Linked DNA regions of Gossypium arboreum: region 2 is linked to region 1. A link is a contact called in public Hi-C data. All regions are on one chromosome and are shown on one strand. Each heading gives the region's core, a stretch centred on a gene start, on an enhancer-like site or on the middle of the called end of the contact. The rest is flanking DNA. Distances are from core to core; before and after follow the strand shown. Region 1 holds the start of LOC108487017 (protein NUCLEAR FUSION DEFECTIVE 4). Region 2 holds the start of LOC108489468 (ABC transporter I family member 11, chloroplastic).

Region 1 (6,493 bases), core at 1,994-4,493:
GGTTAAAGAGTTAACAATACCCTTTCATTGACATAGTGTGGATTGATAAATACGGAACGTGGCCATGGGTTGCTTGTTCTCGAACGAGCGATTTATTATAGCTATTTGTTGGCAGTGATCATATTATTCATTAAAAAGAGACAATGATGACAATAAGATAAAATAGGATTGTATTGAGTGAACGAATTTAACTCAAATGAATTAAGGATACCATATGAGAGTAACACACATTACGAGGTCATTGGATAAAGCAATTGGATGAATTGCTTTTGTAGAGAGTATACAATAAGAAATTTTCAATCATGTTACTTCTTGTGGACTGACTCCATGATTAAGTAAATTTTAAATTATCGAAACGATACTTCTAGACATAATTGTAATTACTCGGGCCTAATTATATATATCTGATTTGTCCCTCCACTAGCTTAACAAAAGCTCGATCGGATTGCATTTGAATTAGAAAAAAATTCTACGACTTTAAAAATAATTTAATTGAGTCAATTTATTCGATGTGAAATTAAATTAGGCAGTCGTGAGAATTGTTTAACTAGCGAATTTGATTAAAAAATTTTGTTGAAAAATTAATTTGGAAAATCTAAATGGTTTTTGAGAAAATTAGTTTTGATCAAGTAAAAATAAATTAATCAAATTAATTAAAATTAATATGATATTTTTAAAAATTAATTTTCAAGTCAGACAATTGACCCAATGGGTAATTGAACTTAAAAATTAGACCTGGAATCGAAAATTGGGCCCGAGAACTCAAAATCGAGACCGAGACCCAAAAATTGGTCGAACCGATAGTCCAACCGGTGGCAGGACTAGACCATTTGGGTCGTCACTAGGCCCGAACTAAACCAGCAACAGCCGAACCTACTCAAGGTGCCGTAAGGGTGTCGCACTTGCGATGACACCACCGGACACGACGTGTCGGAGGTGGCGACCACAACATTTTGGTGGCTGGCGGTGGTTCTTCAGTGGTTGAGTAATGGAAGAATTACACTCCTACTAGGAGTTTACCAGATAATTTGATTTCAAATTAATTATTCCAAAATTATATTATTTTAATTGTTTTAATATTAAATTAAATTTAAAATTTATCTTGATAGTATTTTATTAATTTAATATTAAAGTGATTAAGTTTAATCATTGTTGAACTCTTTAAACTCTTTCTACGAAAAAATTATTTCAGAAGATTTTTAGAGATATTTTTTTATTTACAACTTGACATAGAAGTTTAGAGAAATTGTAAAATTACCCCACTAGTAATTTTGTGAAAAAAAAATTTATTCGAATGAGCTTGAGGATAACGGAGAAGACTACTCGATCGTAACGTTCTTTTAGACGATTAAAAAATGTACAATTTTAATTAAGTATTTATAACTTTATTTATCACAACCAAGTTCTAGCTTTGGAAAAAAAAATTAAAACTCTGATTTTTTTCTTAAACTTATTTTATGTTGCGTTTTTCAAACACGATTTTCCAACATATTTATTTAAAAAGCTGTCGATATCGGCTTATCTCCAACTTCAAATTGCTAACAAATATACTGAGGGCATATGATTCAGGCAACTACAGCTGTGTTAGGATACTTACAAACGGGTCATGGTAATGCTCGACAGAACCTTGCTGCTTCAAGGTGACCAGCTCAACCATTGAATCCTTGAAGATATACTAGATCCAAAACGCTCCTTCAAGCTGTTTGCGTAGCATGTCCAATCTAGCAGGTGCGGATCTCCAGGCCTCTGTGCATAGAAGTGATACCAGTCCAGTGTTCGACCCTTCGATACAGCATAACAGTCCATACCTTGTCACATTTTGGCACACCCTCAGTTGCAAAATATTGTTGAAGCTCCGACCACCAACCTCTGAAATCGAAACCATCAAATCTAGGGCATTCCAACCTATAAGGACACTCTTGAAGGAAACCAGATCAAGGTACAAGGGTATCGGCACAAGGTTGAGGCATTTCCAAAGGGTCTTTGGGAGTAAATCCAGGAGGTGGCCCTCCCAAGACTCCATTCCCTTTAGCAGCAGCCATCGCACTCGGGGAGGAAAAGTTCCCCAAAAACTACTCAAACAGAGAGCGCATTTCCTGTCGCATATCCTTCTAGAATCCTTGTCATCTAGCTTCCAGCTTAGTCCCCCACTTAGCATCCAGTTGATACAACTCACCCTGAACCTTCATTAAATCCTGCTACAACACAAACACATCCTTCTGCCCTCGTGTGGTAACACCATCCCCAGCCATAGGAACGTTGGAGCTTTGATACCTTGTTATGATCGTAATCGAAAAATAGGAAGGAAGTAGAACTTGGAGAAGCGAGAAATTGAGAGAGAAATTAGTGTGAATAATAGTTTTCATTCCATAACTGACACTGCTATTACACCGATTTTATAGGGATGAAAAGAAATAAAATTGCAACTTTCAAAAGTAGTTAAAATAACAGACTAAAATTATGACCAAACAATGCGTTTCATTAATCCTTGCTCTACGCACCGTTTTACTTAACTCTCCCATACCTACGATTCAGCCCAATCAACTATAACCCAATACTTAAACCCAACAGAGTTTTAGTCCATAACTTCTTTTTTTTTTTTTTTTTTTGTGTGTGTAATGTAAAATTTCAAAGATCCCAATCATATTTTTAATTCAGAAATATTTTCAACATATTTTTCAATCAAATAATTATGTTGTTCGCATGCAACTTTCAATTTAAAACATTTTTATTTAATGTTGACATTATACATAGTACTATATATTTAATTTTTATATAATTTAAATTATGTACAAATAAATTTAAATTAAATAATTAAAAATATGTCTAAAATTCGAGTTCAGTCTTAACATTTTTTTCAAACTTATTTTCGTCAGTATAATTTTTGGGTTAAATATGTTTCAAGTTCCTATACTTTTTTACATTTGAAATTTAGTTCTTTTACTTTTATTTTTAAGAATTTAGTCCCTTAACTTTTAAATGTTAAAATTGATGTCAAATTATTAACATAGTTAAAATTCTTCTATTAAATTCATTAGTACGATATTATAAAATTAAAAAAAAATTACTTGATAATCATATAACAAAAAGTTAACGTTTTAATGAACCTCAATTTAATAAAAAATTTAATAATATTAATAATTGAATTAACATTTTAAAATCCAAAAATACAAAATTAAATTCTCTAAAATATATTAAATTTCAAATATAAATTAAACCCTTGTAAACTTCACAGAGAAATTTGGATTTAGAGGAATAATAACCCACCTTGCCTAATCACAAATGCCTTTAATTATCTTATTGTCTCCTTTATCTCAAGCTACAATAACGTCTGAACGTGTCGGTTGATAAGAAAAGAAAGTAAGAACAAGACAAAGGGAATGATTGAGTTATTTTAATCGAAGGCCTTTTCAATCCATGTGTAAATTTATATTGAAAATCTCTGAAAACCTTTGAAAAAAACTACTAGTCTAGTAATTATTTTTGTTTTAAAAGGAAATAGTTGGTGGTAGTAATAAATTCTATAAACAGCTCTGTTTCTTTAATCTTTTATATAGGCGATCGTCGCCACTTACTAAATCAGCAAACAAGTTCAACCAAGAAAAAGTAGCTCTTCAACGATAGCGATTAGCAAATGGCAAAATTGAAGCTGAAAGCGGGGAGCAGACCGCCATGGGTTGGGTTGGCAGCTGCTTTATGGGTTCAGATATCAGCTGGGAACGCCACCAACTTCACACTCTATTCTTCTGCTCTGAAATCGGTGTCGGGGTTGAGTCAGCAACAGCTCACGTTCTTGGGAGTAGCAAATGATATTGGAGAGAGTGTTGGACTCCTCCCTGGTATTGCCTGTAATCGTTTCCCTCCTTGGACTGTGCTGCTTGTTGGGGTCTTTGCCTGTTTCTTGGGATATGGTGTTATCTGGCTTGATGTTAGCCAAACTATTCATCCTCTGCCTTACTGGGTGGTAAGTCTTCACATCACATGTTTCATGGTTTCAATTCTATGGGTTTAAGTTTTAAATTTAGTTTTATATGACATTAGTCATTGGTTTTTATTTTATTATTTATTATTAGTTATACTGAAATTTGTTCTATTATCAGTTGTCTATCTATTTGCAATTATTGTCTAATTATGTGAATTCTTCTTAATTGGATTGGTTTTACAAATTGCTTTTTGGTTGTTTCTCCATAAGGTTTTCATGAGGACTGTTTAATCATGATGATTCCATTATTTTATTATTATTACTATTATTGGAAATCTTAGTTTAGTTTTTATATGGTGTGATAGAACCAGCTAAAGTGAGATGGGATTGCTATGATATAGGAAAATCATCTGCTTTATATGTTTCCTTTGGAGCTTGTTCAAACACTGTGATGCCCCATGAATGACAACAAATAGATCTAATCTTAATAGCTCACGAAAGACCATGAATCTGTCCACTGTCCTCCACCAGAAGAATTGCTTAATAAAGTTGGGAGAAAAAGTGTTTTATGACCTGCACTTGAATACTTTGAGTAGTAATATGATTTGGTGCTATTTTTCGTGATACCAAGCTCATCAAGTTATGTAATAATGACTTCAAGCAAAATTATATCCCAGTCTGTCTTGCTATATGCAGATCAATTATATCTTTGTGTCTTGATGCTTTAAGCCTGAAGCTTATCTATAAGTAGGCCCTCCTATTACCTGCCTGAAAAAGCAGCCTAGAGATTCTTACCAGTTTACCGTATTGGATTTATGGTTTCTGATTCTGTATTATGCATTTTTAAGTGTCAATGCTTTTCTTTTCCTCATGGTTTACAATATTGGTTGTTGGTGAGGAATGAGTACTTTATTAATGGTAGATAAATTCTCTTCTGAAAGCCTCCTGAAATATCACCAAGTTCTTAATTGTTTTCTTTTAAACATTTAGATTGGTTGGTATTCTGCTTATCTCATGGCCTCAAAAAGTGTTTTTTTTTTTTTGTTCATCCACTAACAAAGGAGAAATCATTCAAAAACTTTTTGTATGTTTTGGGTGGGAGTGGAGGGACAAAGGTACTTACAGGCTTGAGTAAATCTTGGAGAGCAGAATTATGATTACGAGCTTATAGTTTTATGAGTCTTGAGAAGATTATTAGCAATCAGAATCAAGCAACTTGTGTAGTTCTAATCTTAGGCTTTGTTTGGTATAATGAAAAGAAAATTGGAAAGATGGAAAATTGAAAGACTAGAAATAGAAAGAAAAAAATATTTTTTAGTAATTTTTTTCATCTACAGCTGATAGAGTTGAAAAATGAGAAGGAAAAAAAAAAAAAAAAAACCTTTGAAAAATGTATATCTCTATCTCATTTTCTCTCATCATTTCAAATTGAAATGATTTGTTTTTACGCACTAGGATCATTTCTCTTATTTTCTCTTCCTTTCTTTCTTTTTTTCCTATCAAGCACACTCAAATTTTATTTTCTACCTTGCACACCTAAGTGTTAATGAGTGCTAATGATATGATGATCATATTGTTTTAAGTCACATAAATTGGTATTACAATCCTCTGATTTTGGTTTCTATTTTTCATTTCTTAAGGTATGCATTTCTTGTACAAAAGTGTTTTCTTTCCCTTACCTCCATTTTCCGGGTTTCCTGCTTTCTTCAGTGGAAAATCTTTCCAGATTTTCTACTTCAAACTAGGGGTGAGTAAAATCCGATTCGATTCGAAAAACTCGATAAAATTTTTAAATTTTGAATTAAATAGTTCCAGTTATTTGAGTTAATCAAGTTATTTAGATCAACTCGAATAAAAAAATAAGTTTTTTGGTTTAACTCGGATATGAATTACACAATTCGAGTTATCCGAAAATCCAAATAAGAAAAGGTAAAACTACGTCATTTTGATAAATGTTTACCTTTTCTAAAGTTAAAAGTCAAAACCATTAAGTTAAAAGTTAAAACTACATTGTTTTGATAAAGTTTACTAATTAAGTTAAAAGACAAAACCATTATATTATATATGTTGTTAAATAATTTTATACTTCGTTTACTAATTAAATAATCGGTTGATGTAAGTGCAACATTGAGTAAAAATAGTAGGATTCGTTAACTCGACTTGACTTGACTCGAAATTTTTTGACTCAATTCGATCCGATTCAAAAAAAATTCAAATTGAGTTCGTTTGCCAAAATAGGATTTGTAAACTCGACTAACTCGAAATTTTTTGACTCGATCCGACTCGACTCGATCGAATAGTCACCCCTACTTCAAACTGTTCTCCTTGGAGATTACCGAGAGCATTTTGGATCACTCGTACCATCCAAACAATAAGTAGTACGGGTTGATTTAGAAGAAGATAAGTGATGAAGGAAATTAACCTTGTTTAAGTTTTGATATTAAACTCATGCCAATCTGGCACTTCTCTTGTCTGGTTATGTTGGTATTAACTGTTGATCAGTTTCATTTTGTGTTTCCTACAAGCAATTTACTGATATTCCTAGGTCTTCACTGGAGCATTTCCAAACCT
Region 2 (6,493 bases), core at 1,460-3,959, 250 kb after region 1:
ACACGGGCATGTCCTTTGACCACACGGGCGTGTCCCCTGTACCTAGGAAAAATTTCTAGAGTACCCAGTTTAGTTTCGTTTTTTTTCTAACACATATTTTGGGTCTCGATGGCTCAAAAGAGGGACAATATGATTAAATTATGATGTCTAAATGATTTTTAAATGTTCGTATTTGATCTACAATGTCCGGTAATGCTTCGTAACCCAATTCCGGCGACAGATAAGGGTTAGGGGGTGTTATACATTAAATGTTCACACTTTAATTCAAAATTGACTTTAACTAGGTACATGTCATATAACAAACCAAAAAGAGACTTTAAAAACATTGATGAGTTGAGGATTACAGGTTGGATGCTGGATTCAATGCTCGGGACCTCGAGATGTACCTAAACTTGTGCACGAGAAAACAAATCGTACGCTAAGCAATAAAGCTTAGTGGTATTTTCATGATTCAAATCAAAATAATATAAGTTTCAATCAATTGCATATATTCAACTTCATATCCTAATAACAATCAATTCATATACAATTCATGTTCATCCTCAATCAACATATCAACATATATCTATATATGCTACAAATTACACCAATTCTATCAAATGGATCAACTATACATTACCTAAATTATCAATCTAAGTATCCATATCATACCAATACCATTAATGTCAATAATATTTGCATTCCTACTCAATTTTCAACATTTAATCATATCACATTTCGTTTCTGAATCGAATCAATTCATTTGTTATCTTACCATATCGACCCTCAGGCTCGTTAATCGATTCGTATGGTATTTCACATGCTATCAATAATCAATATTGTTTATAAATACCTATAATTCAACTTTATAACATTTAATCATTTTCCAAATATCAATCAACCAATTCACCATTTATGTTCTCTATTAGCATGACTCAGACTCGAACGGATACACGGATCCCAACCAACATACCAATTTGGCACCCAATGTCTCGTCGGAATGTCTGAAGTAAATAGATTGTGCCCAGTGCTCATCGGTATAACCAAAATAAAAGTTATGCCATGCACTCATCGAAATGTCTGAAGGAAAATATGCCCAGCACTCATCGACATATAGCCGAAGTAATCTATACTCAATCTATCATATGACATGCCAAATATATCCGATTTTGCTCAAATAATTAATAGGGTAAGCAATTATCCAATTCATTATAGAACTAAATTTACATTTCATCGTTTTCAATTCATCAACCAATTCATCATTTCATTACATAACATAACATGATTCAACCCAATTCAAAGGCAATTTCATATTTTCATCAAGTTACACTATTTTCAATTCTATTCAGTTTAGCCATCTATTTCAATAACCAATCTCAATCATAACAATTCAATCCAGGTAATCATTTTCAACTCACCTCAATATCATACTATGCAAAACAGTATAAATATGCAACAACTATAATGATTTGAATCATTGGAATACAAATTGAAAACTCGAGTTCCTTTCCCTTTCAGCGGTCCTACGTCATCTTTATATACGAATAATAATACAAAAATATGCAATATCAAATTCCAGATCAAATTCACATTCAATTACAAAGTTATACATATTTCCAAGACAAGCATAACTTTCAATTTAGACCTTCGAATTAAAATCTAATTTCACATATATTCATTAGGGAACTTCTATTTTCTATTCCTATCAATTTTTTTAACAGTTTTACATTTTATTCAATTTGGTCCATAATATACTAAACTAGCAATTAGACTTTACAATTAAGTCATTTTCTTAAACTAAGCTTAATTTCGATCAATTTAACACCTAAATCTTTAGAACATGGAAACTTTCTAAAACTCTAACAGTTTCACAAATTGGTATTTGAGCTAGTTAAATCAAGCTCCCATGACTTCAAATTTATAAAAACTACAAAAAAAAAAATTACTTAATTGCATTACCTAATTATTGGCTAATTGTTTGAACCCTTAAAGCGTCTTCTTTTCTTTTTTTTTTTGTTTTGGTTCTCATAGCTTGGGGAAGAAGATGACATATTTTCTCTTCCTTTCCACTTTGTTTGTTATTTATATGTTAATTAACCTTTAATTACTTAATTGATTATGTTTAATTAAATAAACCCTTAATTACTTAAATTAATCTACTCCTACCATTAATGTCCAGTATCTCATGGTTGAGCATGGTCTAATTTTTATTTTGGATATTTGGTTAATTCCAATTGAAGTCCCCAAGCCATTTACTAATTAAAAATTCATAACAATTGTATTTGACAATTTAGTTTATGGGTCTTAATTAAACACAATTTCGACTTAATTAACTATCTTAATTTCAATTCATCTAAATATTAACTCTGAAAATATCCTTATTTAATATTTACAGACTCAGTTTATGAAAACGGGATCTAAAACCATATTTTCTGATACCACTGGAAATCAAGCCATTACACATTATCTATTAATGGACATTGAAGGGAAATGTTATAAATATTTTATTATTATAAAATGGATGTCCATGATAAGAACTTTTATATACTTTACAACTCTAAAATTCATTAGTAATAAAAATTTATTTCATTCATATTTTTTAAATATGCATTGTATTGATTAATAAAATTACTTCTCTTTTGATATTTTATGTTTGTTATTCCTTATTATCTTTCTTTTTTATTCTTTATTTTATAACATAATGAAGATTTTTATTTTTGGGCTTGCTGCGGTGGCCCAATGATTGTTTTTGGTAAATTGAGGTGATCCATTAAAATGAGTACTAATTCCACCAAAAATAATACAAAGCCTCATCTACTTTCAGTCCCGCCAAACGCCTGCTGCACCACCGTCGACTGCCGTGTTCCTCCTCTTCCCCTACTCACTCACCTCTCTTCATTTCGATAATCTTAATATTGAATTTCACTTCATTTTCGGACCCAGCATGGCGGCTTTTACTTTCACAGCGTCTTCTTTATTCGGTTCCAGAATTACCGAGCCATTAACCTTAATCTCCTCGAAATCGCCATCCATGTAAGCTTATTAACCAGCAGAACGTCACTAATCCCTATGAATAAAGGAATTTGTTCAAAGAATGTTTTTTTTTTTTTCAGGTTGAACTTCAAAAGAACTCCAGTCATTAAAATCTCATGTGATTACTCTTGCTTGGAAGTAAGTTTTTTCTTTTAATCTTATTTTTATGGTTTTAGGGAATTAATTGTTTCTTTTTGTTGTTTTTACTTCGTCAGTTTTCTTTAGAGTAATAATTTTGATGTTATTATTTTGCACGCACCAAATTGATAATTATAGCGGTAGCTTAAACATGTTTGGGGGATTGCATTTGGTGAATATGACTATTAAATTTGTATTTTATAGCTGTTTTATTTTGCAGATGGATGGTTTTTTTAATGCTATTATTAATGGGGTTTGTTTGTTTTGATTGAATGGTAATATTGAAAGTGATGGACTTTGCTGAAACCTTGCATCTTGTCATTTCAAGGTTAAGGATGTTCATTATCGACCTCCAGGGACTCAGATTAACCTTTTGAATGGAGTTAGCTTTTCACTTCCGGAGAGAAGGTAAATGCTTTATTTGTCAATAATAGAATATTACTATTTTAAAATCAATGTTGAATAGGGAATACTCTTAGGAACATTGGGCAATTTATCAGCTGATCGGATGTAAGCTCTCGAAAAAAAAAAAAAAGAGAATGATCATACAACATTGGAATATCCTGCTGCACCTTCAAAGCTGACTTTTTGTTATGGAGTAAATGGTTTGTGTGAATTGTTGCAGCTTTGGCTTAATTTTTGGACAGAGTGGAAGTGGAAAAACTACGCTCTTGCAGGTCTGCTATATATGTATATGTGGGCTTTTGATCATTCACTTTATATACCTTGTATGTCTCTTATTTTTCTTTCTCCTTTCAGCTACTTGCAGGATTGAGCAAACCAACGTCAGGCTCTATTTTTATTCAGAGATATACAGATGATGGCAAACCAACTCAATCTCCGAAGTCATTGGTTCCAGAAAGAGTTGGTATTGTGTTCCAGTTCCCAGAGAGGTACATCATATCAACTGAAAAATTCTGTTCGTCTTTGTTTGTTTGATTGGATTTTGGATCTCTTTGATAGCTACATTCTTGTAATTTTTTCTTCATGGGTCATCTTTTGCATGTTTGCTGGACTTTTGAGTTTTCTTAAGTAGTTGCTTTTGCAATCTTTCAAAGATGTCTTAGGAACATGCATGTTTATCCTGGTACTGTATCTTGTTGATGAAAACTCTTGCTTCTGTTATTAATGCAATGTTTTATGCCCATTAAGCAAAATGCTTCTTTTTATTTGGTTAATGTTTAACTGGTTTAATACCAATTAGTAGTTTGAACTCTTCTTATATATTGTCAACTTAATTTATTCTCTATCGTTGTTCATGTTCTTACTTCTTGTAAGTTCTATATGTTGCTGGCTAGGTATTTTGTAGCGGACAATGTGCTTGACGAAGTTACATTTGGCTGGCCAAGGCAAAGGGGTGGACCTCAATTGAAGGAGCATCTGGCATTAAATCTCCAAAGAGCGTTTAATTGGGTATGCATGCTCATATCATTTTTTTTATCTACTTGGGGTCATTAAACTTTCCCTCTCACCTATGTACTGCTTTTGGTGGGTATTTGTTCTTAAAGCCTTCATTTTAGCCAAATCTAAGATGAATTCTTTAAATGATGTTAGGTTGGATTGAATGGTATCTCCTTGGATAAAGATCCTCACTCATTAAGTGGTGGTTACAAACGACGGCTTGCTCTTGCAATTCAATTAGTAAGGACCTAGCGAGTTATTTGCAATCTGCAGTACAATTTTTAAACAAGGATATTCATAATGCCAATTCTTTTGTGATTATTTATATCTTGACATGATTTCTGGCCACTAATTATTTTGGTTATAATTCTTTTTCTTGTTGTTCTTTTTCATTGTCTGATGGCTGAAGGCACAAGTCCCTGACTTATTAATATTGGATGAGCCTCTCGCTGGTCTTGGTATGGCATTGCTTTTTCTATTCTGTTTTCTTACATTTTATGTTATCTTCTGTTTATGATATAGTTTAGAAACTAGAGTTCCTGGATAGAGCATGACTTATGAAGTGCTTTCAAAAGCACCAAGAAATTGTACTAATTGATTTGGCTTTGACATGTCTATAAATAGTTCACTTTCAGATTTCTTTACCCTCTAAATCTTATTGTTCCTTATACTTCTGCAAAATCAGATTGGAAGGCGCGTGCAGATGTTGTTAAACTTTTGAAGCATCTGAAGAAAGAATTAACCATACTTGTTGTCAGTCATGATCTCAAGTAAGTCTTTGATTTCCATTCTAGTTTTTTTCCATTGGAGTGTTATATTAGAGTATTATAATATCTAGCTTATGTATGTCATAATTGGGTAAAAGAGAACTGGGTAAGAACCGTCTCTCTTCATTCAATTCCAATGCCGTCTTCTAACAACTCTTTTATAATAATGAGTTGTACAACTTAATCAATCCAAGTTGATATATGTTGTACCTAAACCCTTTTATGATTTATATGATGATATCCAAGATGCAATAAATCGAACTTTGTTGTTTCTAATTCTCTTTCGATTGTATGTGCTAATACTTTCAGCTTATGGAGCATTTTGGTTTATTTTCAGAGAGCTAGAAGAGTTAGTTGATCAATCTTGGAGGATGGAAATGGGTGGATTTCTGAGGGAAGAGCAGCTAGTGGTTTAGTTTAGAATATTGCTCAGGTTATTGACATTTCTCACTTTGAGGTTTGATAGTCCTCTCTTTCTTCAAGTTTTCAGACTAAATTCAGGTATTGCTGTAGCTCAATGATGGATTTCTTTGGGGTACATTGCTTGTGGATCAGATTATCTCAAGAAAGAATTTGGATGAGACTTAAAAATAATCATAAGCATTTCTTCAGAAGACTAGAGAAACCAAGTGAACAACTTTATTATGACACCCAGAAGGATAATATAGATTTCTTCTAATAGGCTATGGAGTTCATCAAAACTAAACACATTACAATGGAGTAGATATTGCGAAGACACAAGATTGACATTCTTATTGTGAAGGATGAAAGCTATTAGTAAGCATTTGTTGTCCTTTCTTCTCTACAGCTCCAACACCAAGTCTACAATGGCAGCAGCAGAAGATGGGAAGACATATGTTAGAAAAAATTAATCACTCAACTACTTTATTGCAAATCTCAATACAGTCTATATTGCTACTGTCTTTGTGTTAACATCACAATAATATATTGGTTAGCAATATATTTCTGGTTATGCCAAAAATATTGCCTATTCATAGGTTAACTATGAACATCAATTGTGGTGGTGTATCAAATACTTCTTGAATTATATTTATGTACTTTTTCAAGAAAAATATTTGTCCAGTACAACATTCTGATGGTATGCATTTGACCGTTTTCCCTTTCGACATCATTGTTTTGATTTTATTTTTTCTTTTCGGTTTTATGGAATGTAC

The links. Hi-C and Micro-C count contacts between places; a contact is called where the count stands out from the background.
Region 2: a Hi-C map of leaf shows a contact between it and region 1, with 2.9 times the contacts expected there. The contact joins the promoter of LOC108489468 here to the promoter of LOC108487017 in region 1. A contact is called at or near these places in 2 of 5 Hi-C or Micro-C datasets (both in leaf).

What each region holds. Positions count from the first base shown.
Region 1 is chr10:11,268,952-11,275,444 of ASM2569848v2, forward strand. LOC108487017 (protein NUCLEAR FUSION DEFECTIVE 4) reads left to right here and starts at 3,244. Exons shown (of 4, transcript XM_053019788.1): 1 at 3,244-3,360; 2 at 3,558-3,964. The coding sequence starts at 3,635.
Region 2 is chr10:11,522,900-11,529,392 of ASM2569848v2, forward strand. LOC108489468 (ABC transporter I family member 11, chloroplastic) reads left to right here and starts at 2,710. Exons shown (of 16, transcript XR_008272991.1): 1 at 2,710-3,012; 2 at 3,093-3,150; 3 at 3,479-3,558; 4 at 3,776-3,827; 5 at 3,910-4,043; 6 at 4,449-4,563; 7 at 4,705-4,791; 8 at 4,961-5,009; 9 at 5,237-5,321; 10 at 5,656-5,751.